Regions from separate parts of the Zea mays genome. Here region 2 is linked to region 1. Evidence: chromatin contacts called from public Hi-C data. All regions are on one chromosome and are shown on one strand. Each heading gives the region's core, a stretch centred on a gene start, on an enhancer-like site or on the middle of the called end of the contact. The rest is flanking DNA. Distances are from core to core; before and after follow the strand shown. Region 1 holds the start of LOC103647482. Region 2 holds the start of LOC100277018.

The links. A called contact is a pair of places that touch in the nucleus more often than the background predicts.
Region 2: a contact with region 1 is called in a Hi-C map of endosperm, with 3 times the contacts expected there. The contact joins the promoter of LOC100277018 here to the promoter of LOC103647482 in region 1. A contact is called at or near these places in 5 of 25 Hi-C or Micro-C datasets (ear, endosperm, leaf and 1 more).

What each region holds. Positions count from the first base shown.
Region 1 is chr2:191,302,967-191,308,669 of Zm-B73-REFERENCE-NAM-5.0, forward strand. LOC103647482 reads right to left here and starts at 2,514. Exons shown (of 1, transcript XM_008672012.3): 1 at 1,024-2,514. The coding sequence starts at 2,468. The coding sequence ends at 1,266.
Region 2 is chr2:191,557,975-191,563,677 of Zm-B73-REFERENCE-NAM-5.0, forward strand. It overlaps LOC100277018, which reads left to right and starts at 3,214. Exons shown (of 3, transcript NM_001150691.2): 1 at 3,214-3,712; 2 at 3,807-3,933. The coding sequence starts at 3,299. LOC103647487 reads left to right here. Exons shown (of 9, transcript XM_035965418.1): 1 at 1-208; 2 at 313-857; 3 at 984-1,450; 4 at 1,538-1,673; 5 at 1,784-1,855; 6 at 1,951-2,019; 7 at 2,116-2,187; 8 at 2,322-2,405; 9 at 2,489-2,813. The coding sequence starts at 197. The coding sequence ends at 2,516.

The sequences.
Region 1 (5,703 bases), core at 1,264-3,763:
TCGGACACACGGGAGTGGGCAGGCGCCAACCGCAAGGCGACGCCGTGGGCTTCACCTTCCCAGCGGTAGCAGCGCCGGTTCATTAATGGCTGCCGCGCCACCGCTGGGGTGCCTGGGTCACGGCTCACAGGTCGTCACAACTCACAAGCAAAGCGAGAGGGCGCCAGCTAGCGTTGTCCACAGTCACGTAGGAAGTAGTACGCGCCTGGCCGCGCGCAACTGCGGCGGAGACATGCCAGCGCGGCGAAAGCAAGGGACAAAGCCTTTCTTTCAGGGCGGGTACACCGTGGCGCACGGAAAGGAGGCATGGACACGGAGTGCTCCCGCCGGTCCGTGCATGCATGGGCTAATAACTGCTTCCACGAGACCAGAGCACGGTGTTCGTTTCCTTTCAGATACGAAAAGGCGATTGTGGTTAGGAGTTTGTTAATCGGCGTAGCTTTGTTGATTGGTACCACGAAAACATATGGAGTAGTTCGCAGGGGAGGAAAAGCTACAAGGAAGAGCAGAGGATGTCGCGACTGGGAGAGGCTGGCCGCAACTGCACGTATGCTCCTCATGCCGGGAACCCAAGCAAAACATGCGCATGCATGTTGCCCCCCAGCCAGCCTGTGCAAAGCGTGAATGCAACTAGATCATGGGCCTTGCATTGTCTGCTGATCCATGGAGCGACCGAGAGCGAGCCATGCTAGTTTTTATCGTCGGATGCTCGGATTGGAGGACTATTGAAGAGGAAGGTTCGCATGATCTGTTTTTGGATATATATATATATATATATATATATATATATATATATATATATATATATATATATATATATATATATATATATATATATATATATATATATATATATATATATATATATATATATATATATAATAAACAGTACTATAGCCAGTAGTAGGAACACCGACCCACCGTGGTTGTTCAAGCTTGGACGTACTAACGAACGGGGGGTATCCAATAACGGTACACACTCAAAATAAACATTTAAAAGATTCACCAGTCCGTTGCAGAGTATGGAGCGTTTTTAACTGCAAATGTGTCTTCTCGGCTAATTTAGCTCTCATTTCTCTTCTGGGATCCTGTATCCTTACAACGCACGGTGCTTCGCGCACATGAGCACGGCATAATTCACTCGCGCGAACATGGCCTAGTTTACTTTCTCACTTTTATACTAGTGCAGTTCGATTCGGACTGGAGATAAACAAAGAATGGGAAGCCTCCGGCGGCGGGAACGGGGGAGATCGATCGACGTCACGTCACGGGCGCGCCAGCGCTTGCGCGAGGCGTTGGACCTTGGCGGCGATCTCCGGCGGGATCCGCACGGCCGACCGGGAGCGCTCCTCGCCGCGCCGGAAGTCGAGCCCCAGCGCGTCCGACACGTCCTCGGCGGTCCACCCGGCGCGCCGGAGCGAGTCCGAGCACCGGTCGGTCTTGAGGACCAGCGCGTCGAGGATAGCCTCGGAGTCGGGTGTTGGGGCCTCCTCGCCGTCGTCCAAGAACCCGGAGGCGGTGACCTCGACCATCTCGTCCACTTCTCGGTCCCTCCAGCCCCCTTTCTTCAGCATTGACCCCAGCTCGTCGAGGTAGCTGTCGACCCACCGCGGGGTTGGCCGCCGGGGTGGCGATGGGCATCCTGAGGACGACGACGAGGAGGAGGACGAGGAGGCGGTGGATGCTTCGGAGGACGAGGAGTCGCGGCGGCGGCGGTCCGACGCGGCGTCGCTCCAGAACTCGATCCAGCGCGGGGCCTGGACGGCGTCGAGGCTCCGGCGCGTGCACGACGGCCTGCTCGCGCCGGCGGAGAGCGGGGACGAGGAGGAGACGACGGCGCGGTCCGCCGGCTGGAAGGAGGAGTCGCGCGTGAAGAAGTAGAGCAGGTCGAGGCCGCAGCAGAGGACGCGGTCGTCGGCGACGAAGAACACCGGGTTCCCCGCGAGGCAGGGGCGGCAGGGCAGGTAGCAGCGGTCGAAGAGCGGCACGAGCGGCGGCGCGCGGCGTACGGCGGAGCGCGCGAGCCGCAGCGCGCGGCCCGGGTCGGCCGGCCGCCGGCCCCAGCACCGCGGCCACAGCGCGCCCCTCGCGACCTGGAGCGACGCCGCCGCCGCGGGGAGGTCGAACGCGGCGCGGAGGCCGGCCCGGCCGCGCCAGTCCGGGAACCCGGGCCCCGACGGCACGCCCAGGGCGAGCACCGCGCGGAGGTCGGGCGGGAACGTGAACCCGAACTCGGCCTCCGCGCGGACCAGCTCCGCGTCCGAGAGGCCCGGGAGGACGGCCACCCCGGACTCGCGGAGGTGGGAGAGCACGCCTGCAGCCACGGCGTGGAAGGAGTGGAGGCCGTGGCGCGGCGACGCGGACGCCGATGACGGCCCCGCGGCGGCGCGCGTCGAGAGGCGGCGCAGCGCCGCGGTGTGCGCCACCGACGGGGCCAGCCCGGCCATCCGGTGGTCGATGTCCACCATCGCTGCTGCGCTTGAGATGCCGAGGAACGAAACGCCTGAGACTGACCGAGAGACGGGCGGAGGGGTGGGTTTATATAGAGGGATGCGGTGGTCGTCTCCCGTAGATGGTTGCCGTTTTTTTACTTTTATATAGATTTAACAAATCATTTATCTTATTTATTTTTTTAGAAAACAATAAAATAAATATCGTTAAAGTACCTTTAATTAAAAAAACCCCAATAAAAAATAATAAATAGCATTTTTTATGAAAACTGTAAATAGGACAATAATGAAATATGATGTTTTACAACTAAAAAATATATCATGGTTCTATTTTGAGGCAGAGGTAGTAGCGTGAGACAAGGTCACAAGGACAAGGGTGGGGTCTATGGCCGTGGGCCCCGTGGAGATCTGAGCTGAGCGTGGGGCGAGAAAGCGACTGCGGTGCGGACAATGGTGTGCGAACTGGAGTACTGGACCAACTAGTGGTGTTGTGCGTCTCCGCTTGTGAAAACGCAAGATTAATTTGGTGTCCTCGTATTCTTGTACTGTAACGTTTCTTCATTATAAAAAACAGAAATGGAGTAGCATCAATCGGTCGATTCAAAATGTTTTTTTTTGGGTGCATTATTTTTATTCGGTGCCTGGGCCAAGGACACCTGTGTTCATAACCCCGGGAAGCACAAGTACACATGCGCAATGGATAATGCATCCCTTGCCAGAGATGGTGACCGTGACTTGCTTGGGAGCACTCGGATCAGATGCCCCAGGAAAGCGAAGTGCGGGCGGGGGGGTATGCTGATCTCCTAATCATAGAACCCAATAATGCTGTCAGAGAGACCGAAACCCAACTGGTGGCCATGATTTTGGTCCCCTGGAAACCGTGCATACTTTCATGGCTCCTCCTGGAGCTGGAGCTGGAGCTGGAGTAGGTCCGTCCGCTACTGCACCGCACCATCCGGCCTCCTTCGTGCGTGTACTCGGCGTACGGGCATGTGTACGTGAACTGTCGTCAATCAACTGATCTGGAAAACTTCGCTGCTGCAAGTTGCTCGCGGCTTCTCCAAAACCACTGTGCATCGTACCAAAACACAGGGCACCCGCGGGCGCGTGGATGACCGGTGACGCCGCCTTGGCGTGTGAAGGAGGTGCTATTGCTAGCTCACCCGACGCGCGGTCACCTCATCAATCAAACCACCGAAGCGACGGCCGTCGGCAGGGGCGCCGTCATCATTTCGCCGGCGCTCGCCGCACGCCTGCAGCGAAGCTGCGTCGCGATCGCCTGTCCGTGTCCGCAGCAATGTCACCGCAACACCCATCGCAAGTTTTTGGCATCTACGCGGTGGCGGTGCCAGGCAATCTCGAGCCCGTCAAGTCGGCGTCGAGATCTCGGCCGTCGCCTCCGCTTGCCTGGCTTTCCGACAGCCGTCTGGCCGCGAGTCACCGTCACAGTAGATGATGACAGTGTGGTGACCGGTTGTGAGTGCGCCAGGGATTGGCATTTCTGGGGGGAATGCCGGCGATTACTTGTTGAGATTGGATTTGCTAGCTGTATTATTGAGCGGATGGCTCTCTCTCGGTAATTTCTGACCTACCATCTGTTCTTGTTCTTGCTGTCGCGTGGTTTGTCCTTGTCAGGGTACTGACAAAGCACAGGGATAAACATTAGCAAGAGAATTAGCAGGCTGGTGTTATACTAGTATTGTTTTTTCCTGGTATTCGAGTGCACACACTGATCTCCTGTTTCTGGATCACAGGATACTGGCTGGTCGTGCTACTGGATGATTTAAATCAGGTCTCCCTTACCATCTTACCTAAGTTAGGCTATCTTCAGGGCATAGGGAATGAGCAGCCCCCCAATGACCTACTAACAGCGACATGGCGCACGAAACGTTGGCTAGAACCATGCAGGGACCACCTCTTCTGCACATGTGAAAGCTGCACAGGCTCGCTGGGCACTCTGGAGTCTGGACAGAAAGCAGTGGCGTGGCTGCAAGCAAACGGCACTACTGTCCACTGGCGCAGAAGAGCCTCTTGTTTTATTGCTGCGGCACGTACGTTGCTTGATGATGGAAAAATGAACTGTTATTACTGTGCCTGCTGACACTGTCACACTGAGAGTCTCAGACGATGAGCCCCATGTTGTTTGTACACAGGAAAAAGCTGCAGCCTTCCGCAGTAAAAAAGTCGGCGACGGCAGCTGCCATCTTCTGAGCAACTGCAAGTGTGTTAACACTCCCAACGGCGAATGAACAGCGAAGGCTGATCCATCCACACCGCCGAACGCTTTGCTGGGTCCGTCCGTGTGCAGTGGTAGGAATGGGCAGGTGAGATCGCAGAGGAGACTAGGGTTTTGGGATCCCTCTCGCTCGCATGTGCGGACGACCGACTCCTGCGGCCTCGTGCTCGTGCGGGTGAAGTTTGTCAACCAGAGCAGGTGGGGCCGTGCACGTGCGACCATGTGCATCAGGGCCGGGAGGACCGCGTTTCACCGTTTCGGACGTGCCTATAGGGTATAAATTAATAATAACTGCACACGGGCGTATGAACTTCATCCAAGTTTTCTTCTTGGGCCTGAGATCTCGCGTTCGGAAGAGGAATGTAACGTAGTTTTAGAAAGGCTTGCTTCATCGATTTTTCTTGGGCCTTTCTACCTCATTAGGTTGGGCCATGGCCCTAGGGTATGGCAGCATTCGGCCCTGGGTCATCGTTACTCTTGGTCCGTTAGCCCTGTTATATACAGAAAAAAAAAAGCACTCTGCGGGCCCGCCACAATAGGTTTTCTGTTCTTTTTTTCCCTGACACATACTGCCAGTACATACACAGCTGTAACACACGATATACACTAAGCAGTAGTACTGAGCGACGGAGGGATTCTATTCAGCAGCTTGCTCATGTGATCTTTGACTATGTCTGTTTTATTTCGAAAGTCTGTAACAAGTAGCAGGGAGAGATCAGAGGGAACAAAGAATCGGCGAGACGGCAAGTTCGGACTCCCTACCTGCAGCCAAATTCCGGTCCTGGACCTTCACAAAGTCACACTAGTTTGAACCGCTCGGCGGAAAGCCGCACCAAGAAAAAAAAAGAAGACATGCACCCCCACCCCATATTTCCAGCTTAGAAGTGAAACGGAACACCTAGCAGGGCCAGAACCCTTCTCCAGCAGCACCACTATCCGCTATCCATAGATCCCATTCTCGTCCCTTCTCGCGTGAGATGAGCAAGAGAGGAGGCCAGCTTGCATTCTGGCTTGCTT
Region 2 (5,703 bases), core at 1,964-4,463, 260 kb after region 1:
TTCGCTTCCATTTCGTCGCCGTTGCACCTCCCATAGTAATAGTCCCCCATTCAATCCGCTCGGTCCAAATCCACGTCTTTTGTCGTGGGGTGGTGTCTGGCATTGCATTATTGGAGGATCGAAACCATCGCCACCGCACCAATGATCCCCTTCTCCGTCCTCGCCGGCGCCCTCGTCTTGCTCGTCGGCGTCGCCGATGCCCTGCCCGGTGAACCTTCCATCATCACTTCCGCCACTGCTATTCTCTCGTTCCCTCCTGCTGCGTAGGTCCCTGACCGAGTTGGCTCGCTCGGCTCGCGCGCAGGGTACCAGATAAGCTGCGGCGCGACGTCGGACAAGGTCGCGGGGAACGTGACATGGGTCGCCGACGGGGCGTTCATCCACGCCGGCAAGGTGGCGGAGCTGGACTCCCCGGGCGTCATGCCGATGCTCTCCTCGCTCAGGTACTTCCCGCCGGACGCGTCGTCCGCCGCCAAGTACTGCTACGCGGTCCCGGCGGCGATGCACGCCAGGTACCTGGTCCGCACGACGTACTACTACGGCGGGTTCGACGGCGGCGGGGCGCCGCCGGTGTTCGACCAGATCATCGACGGCACGCGGTGGAGCGCGGTGGACACGGCGGGGGGCTACGCCCGCGGGCTCGCCACGTACTACGAGGCCGTGGTGGAGGCCGCGGGGAAGGAGCTCAGCGTCTGCCTCGCCAGGAGCGCCGCCACCGCGCCCGGCCGGAGCCCCTTCATCTCCGCGCTCGAGGTGGTGCCGCTCGAGGAGTCCGTGTACAGCGCCGTCAACTTCACCGCCTACGCGCTGAGCACCGTCGCGCGCCACAGCTTCGGCCACAACGGCTCCATCATCGGGTAATTAAGCTAAAACAACCGGCCGGCGGGCGGGCGGGCGGGTGTCTCGCCTCGCCTAGAACGAACGAAGATTACGGCCAACTGACTGACCATGTCGATGGTGCGTGCGAAATGTGTGCGATCCAGCTATCCAGACGATCGGTTCAACCGATACTGGGAGCCGTACAGCGACGGGGGCATCCCGGTGGTGGAGAGCCAGGCGAGCGTGGCGACGGAGGCGTTCTGGAACAAGCCTCCGGAGGCCGTGTTCCGGCGAGGCCTGACGGCGAGCAGAGACAAGAGCCTGGAGCTCCAGTGGCCGCCGGCGCCGCTGCCGGCCGCGAGCTACTACCTGGCGCTCTACTTCCAGGACAACCGGGGGCCGAGCGCGCTCAGCTGGAGGGTGTTCGACGTCGCGGTCAACGGCCAGCCCTTCTTCGCCGGCCTCAACGTCTCCACGGCGGGGTGCATGGTGTACGGCGTCGACTGGCCGCTATCCGGGCAGACAAGGATCACGCTGACGCCGGCGCTGGAGTCCCCCGTCGGGCCGCTGATCAACGCGGCGGAGCTCATGATGGTCGTCCCGCTCGGTGGGAGGACGCATCCCAGAGACGGTAACCTTCTCTCCTGATCGGCGCACTTGTCGGTGTCGGATGGATGCACTGTTTGCTCAAATCACCGGCCATCTCGTTGCCTTGCAGTAATCGGCATGCAGGAGCTGGCCAGAGGATTCACGAACCCGCCGTCGGACTGGAGAGGTGATCCATGCTTGCCCCAGGGGAACTCGTGGACTGGTGTCACCTGCAACCAAGATCCACTGGCAAGAGTAACTGGGCTGTAAGTTTGTAGTACCAATCATCATATATTCATATGACATCTGATTGCTCTCTTGTAGTACATTCCTTTTTTTTAAAAAAAATGAATAATGGTCAGATTGGTCATTGCAGCAACCTCACAAATTTCAGAGTTGGAGGATCGATATCTAACAACATTGCCAATCTGACTGCAATTTCCAGCATGTAAGCTTCTGCAACAAAGGGATGTGTAGATTTGCATGCTAAAAGTTAGAAAACAAAATGGATTGCTGAAATTGAAGCGATAACCGCTGTTGCAGTTGGCTTGTCGGGAACAATTTGACCGGCCCGATTCCAGATCTGAACCACCTCCTGCATGTAGTCTCTTTGTAAGTATAATATATATAACGATGGGTAACATAATCACCAGCAGCTAAATATATCTGGATAATACGTTGCATCCATTCCTGATTGGAAATTTGAAGGCACCTGGAGGACAACGGACTGACAGGCCCGCTCCCTGAATCGCTCGGAAACCTTACAAGACTTGAGGAACTGTAAGTGCATCTAATATTTTTCTTAATCCACTCTACTATACTATACGTAGGACAAACAGTTGCTCTATTTCTCAGTTATAATGCATCCTGGGGTTGTTAGCCTACTGACCACTCGGCCTAATTTTTTTTTGCAGGTCCGTGCAGAACAACAGCCTACAAGGAACAATTCCAAGCAGCATCAGGAACAGAGCGGCGGTGGACCCAAGGTTTAGGTTCCAGTAAGTGACTACGCATAGCGCTTGTGGTTTTCGTAGCATCCATCCTTGCAGTGGATGACGGATAATTTGCTGTGCGCTGACAGGTACACACCTGGGAACAACCTTAGCTAACAAGTGCATTACAGGAAGGCAAAAATATCTGACTGCTGTTCCTTACCCAATTTCGGGTGCTTCGGACCATTTTCCTTCCCTTTTTTGAATCACGATTTTTTGTTGTACTTCGGAATGTATACTTATCTCTTCCCCTGTAAAGATGCATTTTTGTCATAGAAAAAAAACGAGGACTATATTTTATTGAACGAGAAAACGAGAAGGCTTATTGCTTTAGACGAATTTTCATAAGAGCAATGCGTGTACAACCCATCCGAACAACATCTTTATGAACAAAAGGTCAATCTTTGAGTGGTTGCTCACTTGTTCAGGGCTTGTATGTTTTGTTTTTCAATCCAAATGGATAGAGTGGGATTGAATGAGTTTCAATCCTAAACAAGTCAAAATCTTTTATAATTTTTTCTAATCTTATTTAATCTATATGAGATAGGAATACTGAACAAAAGCTTAAAAGCTTATATGGATCAAAAGCTTAAACTATTCGGTTATAGTTTCTTATACAAAAAATCTTTCTCAATTCAGAAATGCTTCGCAGGCCATGCAATCCAGCCCGGAATTACTCCGCAGCCCATGATCCGTCAGCAGCATCCCCAGCCTGTTGTCCCAATAGGCCCGTACTGACCCAAGATATGAAGATATCTACCTCGTGTCTTGTCCACCTCCTCAATTATCTCATCGTTCCTCGCGCTCATCGCCCACTTTGCCGTCGATGCATTTCCCACTCCCGCCTCTTCGCCGGCGATGACCGCCGCCTCCCACGTCCTAACCTCCTCGGCTTCTCTATGACGACTCCTCCGAACCCCTCCCCGCTCCTGTCCTCCCGCCCGAACCCCTCCCTTCCTCTCCACCGCCGCCCCCGGTTCCCCCACTCCCCGGCCGCCGCCAACACCACCGGCGCCGCATCGGCGCCGGACTGGTTCCGCCCTCGCCGTACTCCGGACTCGGACCCGTCCATCTCCGGCGGCCGCGTCACCGCGCGTGATCCTGGCGTTCGCGTCAAGGCCAAGGAGGGCGCCGAGGAGGAAAAAGATAAGAAGGCTAAGAGGAGGAGATGGTGGGAGCGCTGGTCGGGGGACAAGGAGAGCTACCTGGTGGACGATGTGGAGCCGCTCCCCATCCCATTGACCGTGCCAGAGACGGAGCCCATGTCGCGGGAGGAGCTGGACCGCCGGCTCAGCTGCGACGTCGAGATCGATGTGAGTTCGGCATGTCTTCAATTTCTGTGTTATTTTTTGGCGGCTCGGGTTTGGGCGAGGTAATTAGTTTGGTATGTGTGAATTTGGGCTGTAGGAATGCAAGACGGTCTCATACGAGTGGACAGGCAAGTGCCGGAGCTGCCAGGGGACGGGACTGGTCAGCTACTTCAGGAAGAAGGGCAAGGAGACCATTTGCAAGTGTGTGCCATGCGCCGGGATTGGTAAGATGATATTTCTCCAACTTGTTTTCCTTACATGCTATGCTACAATATCGATGTTTTAAAGAGTAAAACATCTAGAGAGAACGAGGACAAAGGTACCCAGAACTTCTTACTGGTAAATTTATCATGCTTTCGCACAGTAGGTGGAACTAAAATCAAGACTTGAGCTTTGTGAAGATGTGGTGTCATTGTGATGAACTCAGCTGCGGAGTAGCCTTTATGGCTGATTATGGCATCAGCCATGCCTAAATTTTTAAAATCTTCATACCTTCCTTTATAAACATTAGGATGCATGTGGTGCAGTGGTTAATCCTTAGCGTATGAGACATCAATTTGCTTGTTTGATTTCCATGTGCACAACATTTTTTCTTTTTTTCCCTACTAGCTAGCCATACCTTAATTTTCTTTTGTCCTCCGCCACTGGATGAACTACTAGTTGGACTTCGACAGATAATATACTTTGTCATGCAGTAGAGCTGTTCAGGGGCGTAGCCAGGATTTATAGCTAGGGTGGTCCACTGTTCAAAATTTTTAAACAGCTAAATGTGACATGTTGATACATAAGAATCTGAATTATGAATTGCACAAAAAAACCTACAATTGAAATAAAGTAATCAGTTTTAGACAAAAAAATCATTTAATAATCCAACACTCTAGAAGTATACAACCTAAATTAGTTTTGCATACCTTGTGGCTTGTGCGTTTTTGCTGCACCAATCATCAGCCATCAGCAATACCTAATTACTCTTGCTCAAACCTAATTTTCTTAATGTGATTAAGAGGGCTTGTTGTGAGCTGGGGAATGTGGGTGCTGCCACTCCTGGCGTGGTGGCCCTAGCGGGTGAGGCACGTGGTGGCCCTAGCGGTGCAGACAACATCCCTGGCTGGTGATGTGGAGGGCGCTTGGTGCAGGGGCCTGGTCTAGCAATGTTGCCTCCGTGTGGTGCTCATATGCCCGGGCCAAGTGCATGACCATTTATAGGTTCTGGGGGCGCGTAGTTGGACGTCCACACGGATGTGTTCTAGGAGCCCCCTATGACCAAGTCAACCTTCTAAGCGGCATCCGACCGAGGTGTGTGATAAAGCAGGTGTTGAAACGCTTCTAGTAGTCTGACACTATGGAGGTGGAAGAGAATCACGCTAATTTAGAGAGGTGGTTAGTATAGATGGCTGGCCCGAAGCTTAGGTTGCAAATCCCCTTGAAGCGCTCCCAGGAAGGCATGCCCTCATCCTGTTTGAGGACGTGTAACTGTGTCTGCGGCTTTGCGCCATGCTGCAGAGATGGTACGATGCGAGCTAAACATGATCAGATGCGAGCGTGTGTTGCCCTCGAAAAAATTGCTCAGAATGGGTGAGCCAGTTTAGGGGATCCTCCAAGCCAACATAGGAGGTGAAATTGAGCTTGTTGAACCCGGTGGCCGTGTCACGGGTTGCTGTCGGTCGCGACACTGGAGCAGGGAACTGCGGGAACACTAGAGTAGGTGGTGCCAAGAAGTTGGGCACCAATGACGGTGATAATGGGGAATTGATGACGTGGATGTGAATAGATGATGCAATGGAGGGTGGGGCGGCGAGCAACGTGGTGGTGGATGGCACGATATGCCATTGTTGGTTGTGGTATGGCAGTGATGTCGGAGTAAGTTGGAGGCGCCATTGTGCCGTACCTCGGCATCCTGTAGAGAAAGCCCTAGGGCATGGTGCTTGTCGATGAGGACATCTTGGCTCTCCACGATGGTTAGCCGTGAGAGGATGGCGACTTGCTACACGTGG